Linked DNA regions of Mus musculus: regions 1 and 3 are each linked to region 2. A link is a contact called in public Hi-C and HiChIP or PLAC-seq data. All regions are on one chromosome and are shown on one strand. The core of a region is the stretch at or near the end of the contact, and the rest is flanking DNA. Distances in the headings are between cores, read along the strand shown. Region 1 overlaps Myo1b (myosin IB). Region 2 has its middle 120 kb from the start of Gm31636. Region 3 holds the start of Myo1b (myosin IB).

Region 1 (3,531 bases), core at 801-3,300, 140 kb after region 2:
ACTGTGCTGCATAGAGCCAAAAAGAAAAACGATCGGCACCATTAGTTAGGATATAATTGATTCCTCCTGTCTGAGTCTCAGAGACCAATGTCTAAAGGCCATCTTTTATTTGATATCAGACCATCTTTCATTTGCTATCAGACCATCTTTCATTTGATAGCAGACCATACTTTCAATTAAAGCCACAGAATGGCCAGGCTTTCCCACCTGAAGCCATCCTGCTACACCAAGAAGGGAAGTGACTGACACCAAGCCAAACAAGGCCATCCCCCTGCTCCACAGTAGCATTCAATGCCCTTTCCATTTGGATCACCATCTTAAGGAGACTGAACTGTTACTATCCCCAGGTGGGCATTCAGTTATCAAAGAGATATCCTAAAAGTGGGAGTCACACGTCTCCCTTTACTGTGAAACTTCCAGATGAGGACTTATTTCACACACAAAGAAATTGATTAGTGAGAGCTTCCCTGGAGCTGCCCTGAGTGCTGTGGTTTAAGTGCTGCCCTGAGTGCTGTGGTTTAAGTGCTTCTGTGGTTTGGAGGGGGAGTCTCTGGGAGGTGAACAGGTCATGTGCTGAATCCACAAGAATGTGGTTAGTGCTATCCTCCTGGGAGGACACAGCAGCATCTGTATCCATCAGCCAAGAGGTAGGCCCTCCTCTCAGAACCTGCTAGTCCTTTTCTCCCGGGCTTTCTAGATTACAAGAAATAAACTTGTGTCACATACAAGATAGCATTTATTACAGAGGTCCTAAGGGACTAAGAGAGTTGACTACATAGAACAGAAAGCTTTATGTGACTAATAATAATAATAATGCTTATAATTTTTCATCTAAGTTCTAGTTTGTTCTACAAAAGTCAAAGCTTTGCTAATTCTCACCTTTAGATCTCTCCTTGTATTTATTTCTAGTTCCTCCCAACACCAATAAGAAAAACCCTGCCCGTCCCAATAATGCAACTCATTCTGATGTCCAGAGCACATTTTTTAAAGAAGAAAAGAGCTCAGAAGCAAGGCAAAAATCTATTCCACTACCTCTGCCCAACCGATTCTGTTTGCTTCTAGGCCCCTCGCATTGAAAATCAATACCCCATTTCATTGGTTGACTTCACACCACCCCTTTATGTCCACAAGTGCAAGGGCTGAAGATAAATCTATTTTTTTAGCTCATGTTTTTAATACATTTGGAGAGCTTAACACAGTGACACTGTGAAGTCCGTTTTCAGGGATCTGGAAAACATACATTTGTCTACTAGTGGATACGTTTACACTCTGTCTTTTCGTGCCTGCCATCACACCAATTGCAACCATAATGATGCCGATCTCCAGGAAACGTATGCTAACACAGCAATCTACTGCAGTCCCTCTATGGACAAGTATCAGGAAGGTTCCAGTCTTTCCTGATAGCTCACGGCCCTGTTTTGGTGAACAATTTCTGAGTGATTAGTGTTCTAATCCTCCGAAGGTATCCAAGATGGCAATGGATCTCAAGGCTGTCTGGACTGACGTCCTCAGAGGGAGGAACTGAAACACCGCCCTTGTGCTAGTGTGACCTCAACCCATGTGCAATATCTTGAGTACAACTGGTGTTTAAACTTGTTGGGAAATACTCACTGGACTTATCAGTGCAGTGCCTATGCCAATCTAGTAGACTCTCAAAACTGTCTGAACGCTTAAGAACAAAGAGCAAAGAAAGCAAGTGAGAGGCAGAAAAGCCTCCAGGTACTCACATATATCTCATTGTGGTCGAAGCGCTTCTTCAGGTTGTCGATGAACGTCTCCTCATTGAGCGGCTCTAAAAGAACCATATCTCCAACACCGATCATATTGTCCAGAAGTGAGGATTTCACCTCCATTTTGGCCATGGTTTCCAGCTGGAAGAAAAAAGAAGAAGTCAGGTCTATGAGCAAAACTTTCAGGTGAGTTCTTTATATGGCCAGAGAAATGACCTCCACCTGCCCAGCAATCCAAACTGCTGAAGTTACCATGATGCCAACCTGCTGCCAAAACAAACCTACTACCCATCCATCCTCCCAGGCAAAGTCCATCTACAGAAAATGCCAACTAGAAATCAAAGTCATTGTTGCCCTGTGCCATCACTATCGCCAACCAAAACTGGCACACTCCAGAAGAATCTCTTTCCAAAACCACCTTTGCCACCAGCCCTTGCAGAGCGATGTCAGACTGGGCCATATATGAACCAGCTTCCTCTAAGATGACAAGCCTCAGCTTTCCAAGATTAATTTACAGTGCATTTCTCCAAGAAATTGCATTTTTAAATGACGCCAGTTAGCACTGACTGCTCACCATACCAAAGGGCTGTACATTCAGTAATAAACTAAATCCTCACAATAACTCCACTAGAGATGTGGCTAACTCCATATTAATATGAGCTATCCTGGGCTGGGGAGATGGCTGAGTGTGTAAAGGGCTGGCGACCAACCCTGCTAACCTGAGTTCAGTCCCCAGAACCCACAAGACGGAAGGAAAGCCAACTCCTGTAATTTCTCATCTGACTCCTGTGCGCACATACCATGACAGGCACATACCCACTCAAGAACATATTGATTTTAAAATTTGTATGAGGAAACTGAGCCAGTAAGATGCTTCAGTGGGTAAAGGCATTTGCCACCAAACTTGACAGTCTAAGTTCAATTCCCAGGAGGACCTCAGGAGAAAAGAGGTTCTCAGCAGTTGTCATCTGATGTGCACACTACCCAGTAGCACACGCTCATCATGTCACCCAGACATACACAAAAGTAAATAAATGTTTGTTTGTTTGTTTTTTAAGTGAGAAGAAAACTTGACGCTCAACTTGTTGTGAATACTTAGAAATGCTTTGTATGTGGTGTTACAGAACCCCATAGCATGCCTGGCAGAGTGGCACATGCCTTTGAAAGCAGCACTCAGGAGGAAGAGGCAAGCTTTATCTCTGTGAGTTTGAGACCAGTGTGGTCCAAATAGTCAATTCCAGCTCAGCCAGAGCTACATAGTAAAACCCTGTCTCAAAAACAAACAAACAAAAGGAATCCCATGGTTATCTGGATACTGCAGCTATGGGAAAAAGTTTCATCCCAGGTACCAGGAGCTAACTTACAAAGAGCACAACCCACTGGTAAACAGGCTGCCTAGACAGTGCAACCTGCCAAGAGTCATCACTGTAGTCTCAATTTTCATCTTGACTAGCCAACCTAACATCCAAAAAAAAAAAAAGTTTAAGCCCTAATGACTAGATCCAAATACTACCTTTCCTTCAGCTCAGTGGGAAAGGCTCCCCACTTAGAAGCAAAGGCGCCCCTGGAACCGTGGCATTCACACCTTGTATGTAGGATGCTACCCACAGCCCACAGAGGAATGCTAAACCAACAGAGACCCCAACTTCTGTGCTGTCAAGAAGACCAAAGTCCCTTCAAATGTCTTAACCAAGGAAAGGGTGTGGCATCCCTTAGGTAATGCAGGTTTTGTTAGCTTTTTCATTGCTAGATGCCTTTACTGTCTCATTCCCAAAAAAAAGTGTCTCCAGGGCAGAAGTCA
Region 2 (3,854 bases), core at 1,277-3,776:
ATTCTCCTCTTGTTCCATTTGAAGCAGAGCTGTGTTTCTCATTGTTCTGGTGCTTTTAGCAATGAAACCAAGACCCAAATAAAAACTGTTTGCCTTTGCAGGGAATACATTTGAAAATGTTAATTTAAGGGCTGGAGAGATAGCTCAACGGTTAAGAGCACTGACTGTTCTCCCAGTGGACGTGAGTTCAATTCCCAGCAACCACATGGTGGCTCACAACCATCTGTAATGGGATCCAATGTCCTCTTCTGGTGTGTCTGAAGACAGCAACAGTGTACTCATATACATTAAATAAATAAATAAATCTTTAAAAAAAGGAAAGAAAATGTTAATTTAAGCAGGATTGACACAAATTAAGAAATACTTTAAAATGTCTGAGTGAATGTACATGGCTATCTCTCTTTTATCATCTTAAATGATAGTCTTGTTTTGACTATGCTCATAACTATAAGAGATGACAGAAAACAAAGAGCATTTATATTGAAGTGCAACCTAGAGTCACTGATATTTATAGCATGCATGTGTATTTTGTGCACAATGCAGAGATTTCTTTTTTAGGAGTTTTTACACATTTGTGCTGGCACTACTATGCACTTTGTGTAATAATCCTTCCTGCGACATTTGATGGGTGAATGAATGCAACAGCTCAGAGATGGGGAGAAATATAGTATTTTCTATTAGCGCTATTATGAGTTCATTTGTTTTGTTTTCAGAGTCTTCCTCTGTCACACAGGATGGCCTAGAACTCAAAACTTCCCTCCCTCAGTTTCTTGAGAGCTGGGGTGACTCAGAAAAATATGATTTATTGGGGAGAAGTTCTTACAATGTGCCTTTGAATCTTCTATAGGATCCACGTGGCTGGATGAAAGGCTTCCCCAATTTATCTCCCATGTTAGCAGAGGTGCCAGGATAGACAGGCAGCCTCTGAACTGAAGGAGGCTCCCTAGCGTGTTGCAGGGTCATAGCCAAGTTCTTGCTCTTGGTAAGACTGGCAGGTACCTGAGTAGATGTTTATTTTTAAAGACCTGGTGGCTCACACTGTGTGAGGTCTCACTCAACACTTAATCAGGTTTTGCTTGTGTGGAAATCTTCTTTCACTACACAGATAAACTTTATTTCAAAAGAAGACATAATGCATCGCTGGAGACCAAGAATCCCAGAAAAGCTTTTAAAAGATTACCGGGTTCTCATACACACCCCCAGAGTCAATCTGTGTGGCTGACAGGTCCCATGTTTGCTGTGGCAGAAGGCTGGCAATAATACTGCTATAAAATTAGCCACGGAGAGAGAAAAATAATCTACTGTGTAAGGACTATTTAAATGAGGTCTCAGCCTGTAACTTAGGGTAGAATACTTCTTTAACATGAGGCCCTGTCCCTAAGTCAGCAAAAACAACCAAAAGTGTTCCCACTCGAGAGCTTCAGAGTTTTAACTAGAAAATTATAAAGAGATGGGATAGTTTATGTATTTCCATGGGTTTTAGAGGTTGACTGTATGTTTTCTATGATGTCTACTGTCAATGAAAATGGTATTTTTTTTTATTTAGTAGAAATACTTGAATCTATTCTTAACTCAATTTGTCACTTTATGCCCAGTCCCTGTGATAGGAAAATCGAAGAGAAGAATCTTACTAAGGGTATAAACATTTAAAGTTAGCTAAATGCTTGAAAGGACTCACTTTACCACTAGCAATTTTTTTCTTTTTGCCAAAATGTTATAAAATTTTTTTTACAACTTCTGAGAAGGTGGCAAGAGAGGAGGTTGTTGGGGAGGCTGACCCTAGTGAGGAAAGGCCATAGGCCAAGCCCCTACATGAGGTGGATGGGGTGAGGAGATTGGGAGCCCATATTGTCCTGTGTACTTCACTGGAGGGGATGGCAGGGACTGGGGGGATGGAAGCTCATGCAAATACTCGGGGTGCTTTGTGATTTGGGAGGGTCACACTGTCTGAGGTCAGCTTCATAGTTTAGACAAATCATTTTTATTGAGTTCTAAAACACAAACTGGAAGAATCAACATAGGGATGTAGTTGGTCTGTTTATTAATTAGCAACCGTGCGAAGGCATCCAACTGGCTGAGCTTTTGCCTCTCTGCTTCCTCCTCCTCCTCCTCCTCTTTCTCCTTTCCAGCTATGCAGTTGCCCTCAGCCCTGCTTACCTGCTCACACCACATGCTCACTTCCCATCTGCACCATGCCATCAGCTCTTCGATCTCTCACCCATATTCCTGTCAACTTGTCAGAACCGCCTATAGCCACCGAGGCTACTTTGTGGAGAACCTCCAGTGCTTCCTGGCGAGGAAAGGAAGCTTCTAGTTCTTCCCAGGAAGAAGTGATGACCCCTCGAGGGGTCAGCCTCCTGGCCTTTCCTAGTTGAGTTCGGGGTGTGCACACCAATCTGTTACCATGGAGGGTTTTTTTTTTCTATTTCTTAAAATATTCATAACTCGAGTTGTAATATCAGAGGGACAGGATGTGTTGTTTTAGAAAAGGAATTCAAAAGGGCAGCGACATGTTGCAACACAGTTACACAAATATCTCCAGAACATCCTGATTAGATGCAGCTCAGATCTGCCTGTTCCAAAGGTGAAAGGCTATGGAATTCTGGATTCTTTTAATTGTGCAAAACCAACTACACCATTAGAGAAACAGTAATGTGGCTAAAGAATAAAAGGCACACGGCTGTTTAAAAGCATGTCGCTGAGGGCAATCTTATGACAGGGGCTGCTAAGTCAAGAAAAACCTTCCTCTAGCAAGGCAAGCTTCCAGGTTAAATGGGATGAGTTGCCACACCGAGCTTCTTCCAACTCTGATCCCTCAGCTCCAAAAGTGAGCGGAGGAAATGGCTCCCTTACAAACTTGAAGTAAGGCACAGAGGAGACTGTAGACGCCAGTCTTTGTCTTTGGAGGCCCACAGCACCAGCCATGTAGCTTCAAGAACCATTTGTAGCTTAGGGGACGGCCTGCCCACCTGTCTATCCATAAGCTGTCATTCACACCAAGTGCTGAAGGACAGGCTTAACGTACTAAAACGTTTAGCCTTCCACTTCAAACCTTGGTTGCTGAAAAACGTTTGCAAGGGGGTAGCCAGTTTTGTGTAGTAGCCACACCTGGTCATATTAACACTTTTTCCTGTAACATACTTAAGTAAGAGCCTATGAGCACAAGAGAATGTAAATACATGTGCTACATATCAAATGTACCCTCCAGGACATAATACGAATATGTCTTTTGTTTCTTTTCCTTTTATCACATAGCTTCCAATTTCTTTTGTTGTTGTTGTTGTTGTTTTGAGACAGGGTTTCTCTACATAACCCCAGCTGGCACTGGAACTTACTACATAGACCAGGCTGGCCTCAAAACTCACAGAGATCCACTTGCTTCTGCCTTCTAAGTGCTGGGGTTGAAGTCATGAGCAATCATACCTGGCTCCAACTTCTCATTTAGACCAAAATGAACTGACCCCCTGGTCCTCCTGCCTGAACCTCTCAAATGTTGGGAGTGCATGTGTTAACATCAGACTTGGCTGAGTGAAAAGCTTGCCATTTCTCTGAGCAGTATTTGTTCTGTTTGTTATTTTTTCCCAGGTGGAAATGGACTTGTCAGAGCCTCTAGCAATAGAGGCACAAATGTGGTTCTGAAATGGGTGTATATATGCAGATTAATACGATACAAAAATATTGTCTTAGATGAGGTGCCATCTTATTAGCTTAGAGAAAACTTCTGGAAGAGGAAAAGAACAAAAACTGGGGGATCTGGGGAGGGGGAGGAACCTCACTTTTCTTGAAGGCAGATTGTTAGCGATAGCCACGTTTTGAGAAGTTTCTCCATGTTGGTTCAAAGGTGGAGGTTTCCT
Region 3 (3,785 bases), core at 192-2,691, 170 kb after region 2:
ATAAACCATGTCTCAAAAAGTTTTTTGGTTTTTGGTTTGGTTTTGGTTGTTTGTTTGTTTGTTTGTTTGTTTTCTTCTTAGACAGGGTTTCTCTGTATAGCCCTGGCTGTCCTGGAACTCACTTTGTAGACCAGGCTGGCCTTGAGCTCAGAAATCCGCCTGCCTCTGCCTCCCAAGTGCTGGGATTAAAGGCGTGCACCACCACGCCCGCTTTGGGGTTTAGTTTGTTAGCCTATCCGAGCCACAATAAAATCCACAGATACACATGCACACATATATCCTGATTCATTGTGAAAAATATTTCAAAACAAAACAAACAAAACAAAAGAAGCCCTCTTCGTCCGTTATAAATAACAAGATCTGCCTTCAGCAAACTCCCATAGCCAGAGCCTAGAACTTCAAGAAAGAACAGAACTTGCTGCACCAATTAGTGCTAGGCCGTAGTATGAACAAAGCACCGCAAATAAACTCCACAGGCCTTTAGACAGAAGGTTGTGTTTGTAATTAACTCCAACGCACTCTCATTACCCCCTCCCCAGAGCTCCACCCAGCCCAGCGCCCTGCAGGGCTCCCGTTCCCAGTCTGGTTTCCATTCGAGCCCCGCCCCCTTCCCCTTGCCTCTCTGGGACTGTGAATCAATCCCATCCCGGGCAGGAAACGGGACCCGGGGCAGCCCCCTCCGCTGTGGCGGAACAAAGGAGCGGAGCGCAGCTGCACTCGCAGGGCGATCCATCGGGTCCGGTCGCCCCTCCGGGTGCGCCGCGGCCGGGGCACACCGCACCTGAACCCCACTCCCCAGGACGCCCCATTGTTCCACCTCCGCCTCCACCTCCGCTTCTCCTTCCCACAGGAAGCCATAAGCTTGTCCTTCCATAGAACCTGGGGCCGGGAAACTCCAGTGGGCCAGAGGGATGGAGGGGGATGCGAGTGGGCCCGCGGGAAGCAGGGTTCCCCAGTGCCCGTAGGTAGGAAGCCAATAACACAAAGTGAGAGAACAACTTAGTTTGTAAGCCCCTTCCCTCTCCTGCCGCCCCCGAAGCCACACGGGGCCGCGATCACCCTCGACGACCTCGAGCGCGCGTGGGTTCACGGTGGAGTGCCTCCGCGCCCCACAGGAGCGCCCCGGGAGCTGATGACCCGGGATTGCAGGCTGCGGCTGAGCCTGGGGCCGCGCGCACAAAGGCACGGGCGGGAAGGGAGCCGGCACGGGGGAGTGCAGCGTACCTCGCCCGGCAACCGCTCGGCCACTCCGTCTCCGCGTGCTGCTCGCTGGCCGCCGCCTGGGGAACGCGGGTCAGATCCGATGCGGGGCTTGTGCCACAGTTGCTGCCGGGGATCCCGCGCCGCTCAGCCGACCGTGCGTTCAGTGCACCCACACCGCGTCCGCCGGCTGGGCTCCGAGTGCGCTGGCTAGAGGCGCGGCGGCGGCGCGGCCACTCCCCTCTCCCGGCGGGGGCGGCGACCTCACCGCCCGGACGCGCCCCTCGCTCCCTGGCCGCGGTTCACCCAGGCGCGCAGGCCGCACAGCGCCCCCCGGTGAGCACCCGGCGGGCGGGGACACCCAGGAAAGCGCACTGGCCCTTCACCTTGGCCACTGCATGATCCGCGAACTGCAGACCAGAGATGCAGAGCCGAACAGCTGCAAGAGCCTGGGCGCGAACCTCAGCAGAGAGAATATTCTTCTCCACATTGCCTACCCTCCTAGGTCCAAGTTTGGGTGCCCAAAAATATCACAAAATGACAATTTAATGGAAGAGAAAATGGCCTGCCATGTGAGGCTTTTATTGTCTCTGTCACTGACATACATATTGAATATACCATTAGGTACTGAGCAATGACTGGCAATCACTTGGCCATGGTAGAGGGTCTGAAGACTCAGGACTCCCAGCTTCTCACTCCAGGTGTCTTCACCACGCTGGGATTCGGGACAAGCCACATGACCCTGGGTCTGGCTTGTTCCTGGAAGAGGTAAGGGTGTTCATCAAACTTACTCATGGGGTGAGGTGAGGATTACATGGCTGGGGTGTTAAAAGCGCGGCAGACACAGTAATTATTACTCATGAATCTGACGACTTTATCCTATAATGAAATAAATTGCCATAAATGGGGCCAGGTTTAAGTGCACTGACCTATATCTGGATACTGTCACTGAAAGGAGGCGAACCAAAGATTTCCAACCTTATATAGTCACTCTGTCCCTCCAGCACAGGCCCCAGGACTTCTCAGAGGCTACCAAGACCCTCCTCTACAAACTGACCTGCTGGGAATTCTAGCATCATTGACGGAACCAGCATCAGTTAGGTCTTCAGTCGGCATGGTAATGGTTTAAGCTAACATATTTTGAGTAGTGGATACAATTTTATTTAATCTTCACAAAAACCTGTGAGGTAAGTTACTTTTCAATTTTTGTTTTTGAGGCCAGGACAAACAAAGTCTGAGAGCTTTTTTTTCTTCCTTCCAGCTTATATACAACTATGGAGAACCTCCACAAATTCTTTGGTACACCTCTCATTGAGGAGTGCCATTTGATTGCCCTCCTCTTGAATACAGGCTGGACTGAATTCTAACAAATGGGATACAGTTGGTGGTATGACCAACCCAGCTCTCTCTCTCTCTCTCTCTCTCTCTCTCTCTCTCTCTCTCTTTCTCTCTCTCTCTCTCTCTCTCTCTCTCACTGTGAGGGAGCACACAGAAGCCAGGTATAGCCATATATTCCAGACTAAGAGTGCCCGCATCTGCTCACTGTCCCAGCCATGTGGCTGTGTGAGCCTTAAAGTTGACTTAGTCACAGTCACCTTATACTACATGAAGTAAGACCTAGAGTGAAACCCCAGCTAACTCAAGTCAGTCTCCAGAAACATGAAGTGAAGGAGGGTTTGTCATTGGTGACTTGGCCTAGTGGTAGCATAAATGATTGCCTCCACCACAGCTGACCAAACAAGCTACCCTAGACCTTGATAACTTAGTACAGTAAAGACACCGCTCTCAGCTTCCAGAGAAACAAAATATAGACCTACTACATGGCAACATGTTTTAATATGTGCCAGATCTTTGGTTCCATCTGCTTATAGCAACTGGGCAGCAACAGGACCTCTGAACCCTCCTGGCCAATCTATCTTCTTCAAAATACAATGACAGGTTCATAAACTATAAGTCAGTGGCTTGCAGAGTAGGGACAGGAAACTTTTGAGTCAGGAGTCTGTGTATCATAGACTGGCTTCAAACTTACTGTAGCCTATGATGATTGAACACATCTCCTTTGCCTGTGCTCACCTCGAGTGCTTAGGACTGCATGCAGACCCCCTGTTCCATGCAGTGCTGAAAATAAGTCCAGGCCTTTACATGTGCTCAGCAGGCACTCTACCAACTCAGGTGAATTCCCAGACTAAAAACTTTTGATTGCCAGATTTCGGTGAAGAGTTAAGGCAATGCTCAGTGCTCTATTTGGAGCAATAAGAGGAAGTCTTAAGGATGCCTGCCCTAAGGAGAGATGGGAACCTAGCTAGGCTAGAATACTTCTGATCTCTTGTAGCAGGGAAAACTGAAGCTTACTTCCTGCTTTTATGTAGTTCTTTAAAAAAAAAGTACTAGGAACTGTTGGCTTCATCTAATAAAGACTGAGAAAATTAACCAAGAAACTACTAGAAAACCTTGCAAAGATCAGCCCCAGAGCATGTCACAATTATTTTTAAAAACACTATTAGCCTAGTTTTCATAAACCCCAAGCTTTCTGAAGACAGACTATAACATAAGGGTTTGAAATCACTTTACCTTCCTGATTGTAC

What was found. Hi-C and Micro-C count contacts between places; a contact is called where the count stands out from the background. HiChIP or PLAC-seq counts read pairs in DNA pulled down with a chosen protein or histone mark.
Region 1: a contact with region 2 is called in a Hi-C map of liver, with 2.4 times the contacts expected there. The contact joins two enhancer-like sites. A contact is called at or near these places in 2 of 484 Hi-C or Micro-C datasets (liver and nephron progenitors), 2 of 115 datasets of contacts at active chromatin or transcription factors (both in embryonic stem cells) and 3 of 9 other capture datasets (adipose tissue, liver and pancreatic islet).
Region 3: an H3K27ac HiChIP or PLAC-seq map of embryonic stem cells shows a contact between it and region 2, with 10 read pairs. The contact joins the promoter of Myo1b here to the enhancer-like site in region 2. A contact is called at or near these places in 4 of 39 promoter capture datasets (cranial neural crest, embryonic stem cells, epiblast stem cells and 1 more), 12 of 484 Hi-C or Micro-C datasets (3T3-L1-derived adipocytes, the C2C12 cell line, the N1E-115 cell line and 6 more), 22 of 115 datasets of contacts at active chromatin or transcription factors (the NIH/3T3 cell line, bone marrow-derived macrophages, cardiomyocytes and 11 more) and 4 of 9 other capture datasets (adipose tissue, embryonic stem cells, liver and 1 more).

What each region holds. Positions count from the first base shown.
Region 1 is chr1:51,881,356-51,884,886 of GRCm38.p6, forward strand. Myo1b (myosin IB) reads right to left here. Exons shown (of 31, transcript NM_001161817.2): 2 at 1,728-1,871. The coding sequence starts at 1,862. Among named protein-coding and RNA genes, the nearest start is that of Myo1b, 33 kb to the right of the region's middle. Within about 2 kb of position 2,051, at least 2 of the 459 cell types and tissues checked have an H3K27ac peak or open chromatin away from gene starts, as enhancers often do. A contact at or near this core is called in liver, where this site is marked.
Region 2 is chr1:51,738,490-51,742,343 of GRCm38.p6, forward strand. No RefSeq gene overlaps it. Among named protein-coding and RNA genes, the nearest start is that of Gm31636, 120 kb to the left of the region's middle. Within about 2 kb of position 2,527, at least 13 of the 459 cell types and tissues checked have an H3K27ac peak or open chromatin away from gene starts, as enhancers often do. A contact at or near this core is called in adipose tissue, embryonic stem cells and liver, where this site is marked.
Region 3 is chr1:51,914,537-51,918,321 of GRCm38.p6, forward strand. It overlaps Myo1b (myosin IB), which reads right to left and starts at 1,442. Exons shown (of 31, transcript NM_001161817.2): 1 at 1,225-1,442. It overlaps Gm33795 (a long non-coding RNA gene), which reads left to right and starts at 1,626. Exons shown (of 3, transcript XR_001778914.2): 1 at 1,626-1,968; 2 at 2,205-2,387; 3 at 2,462-3,785.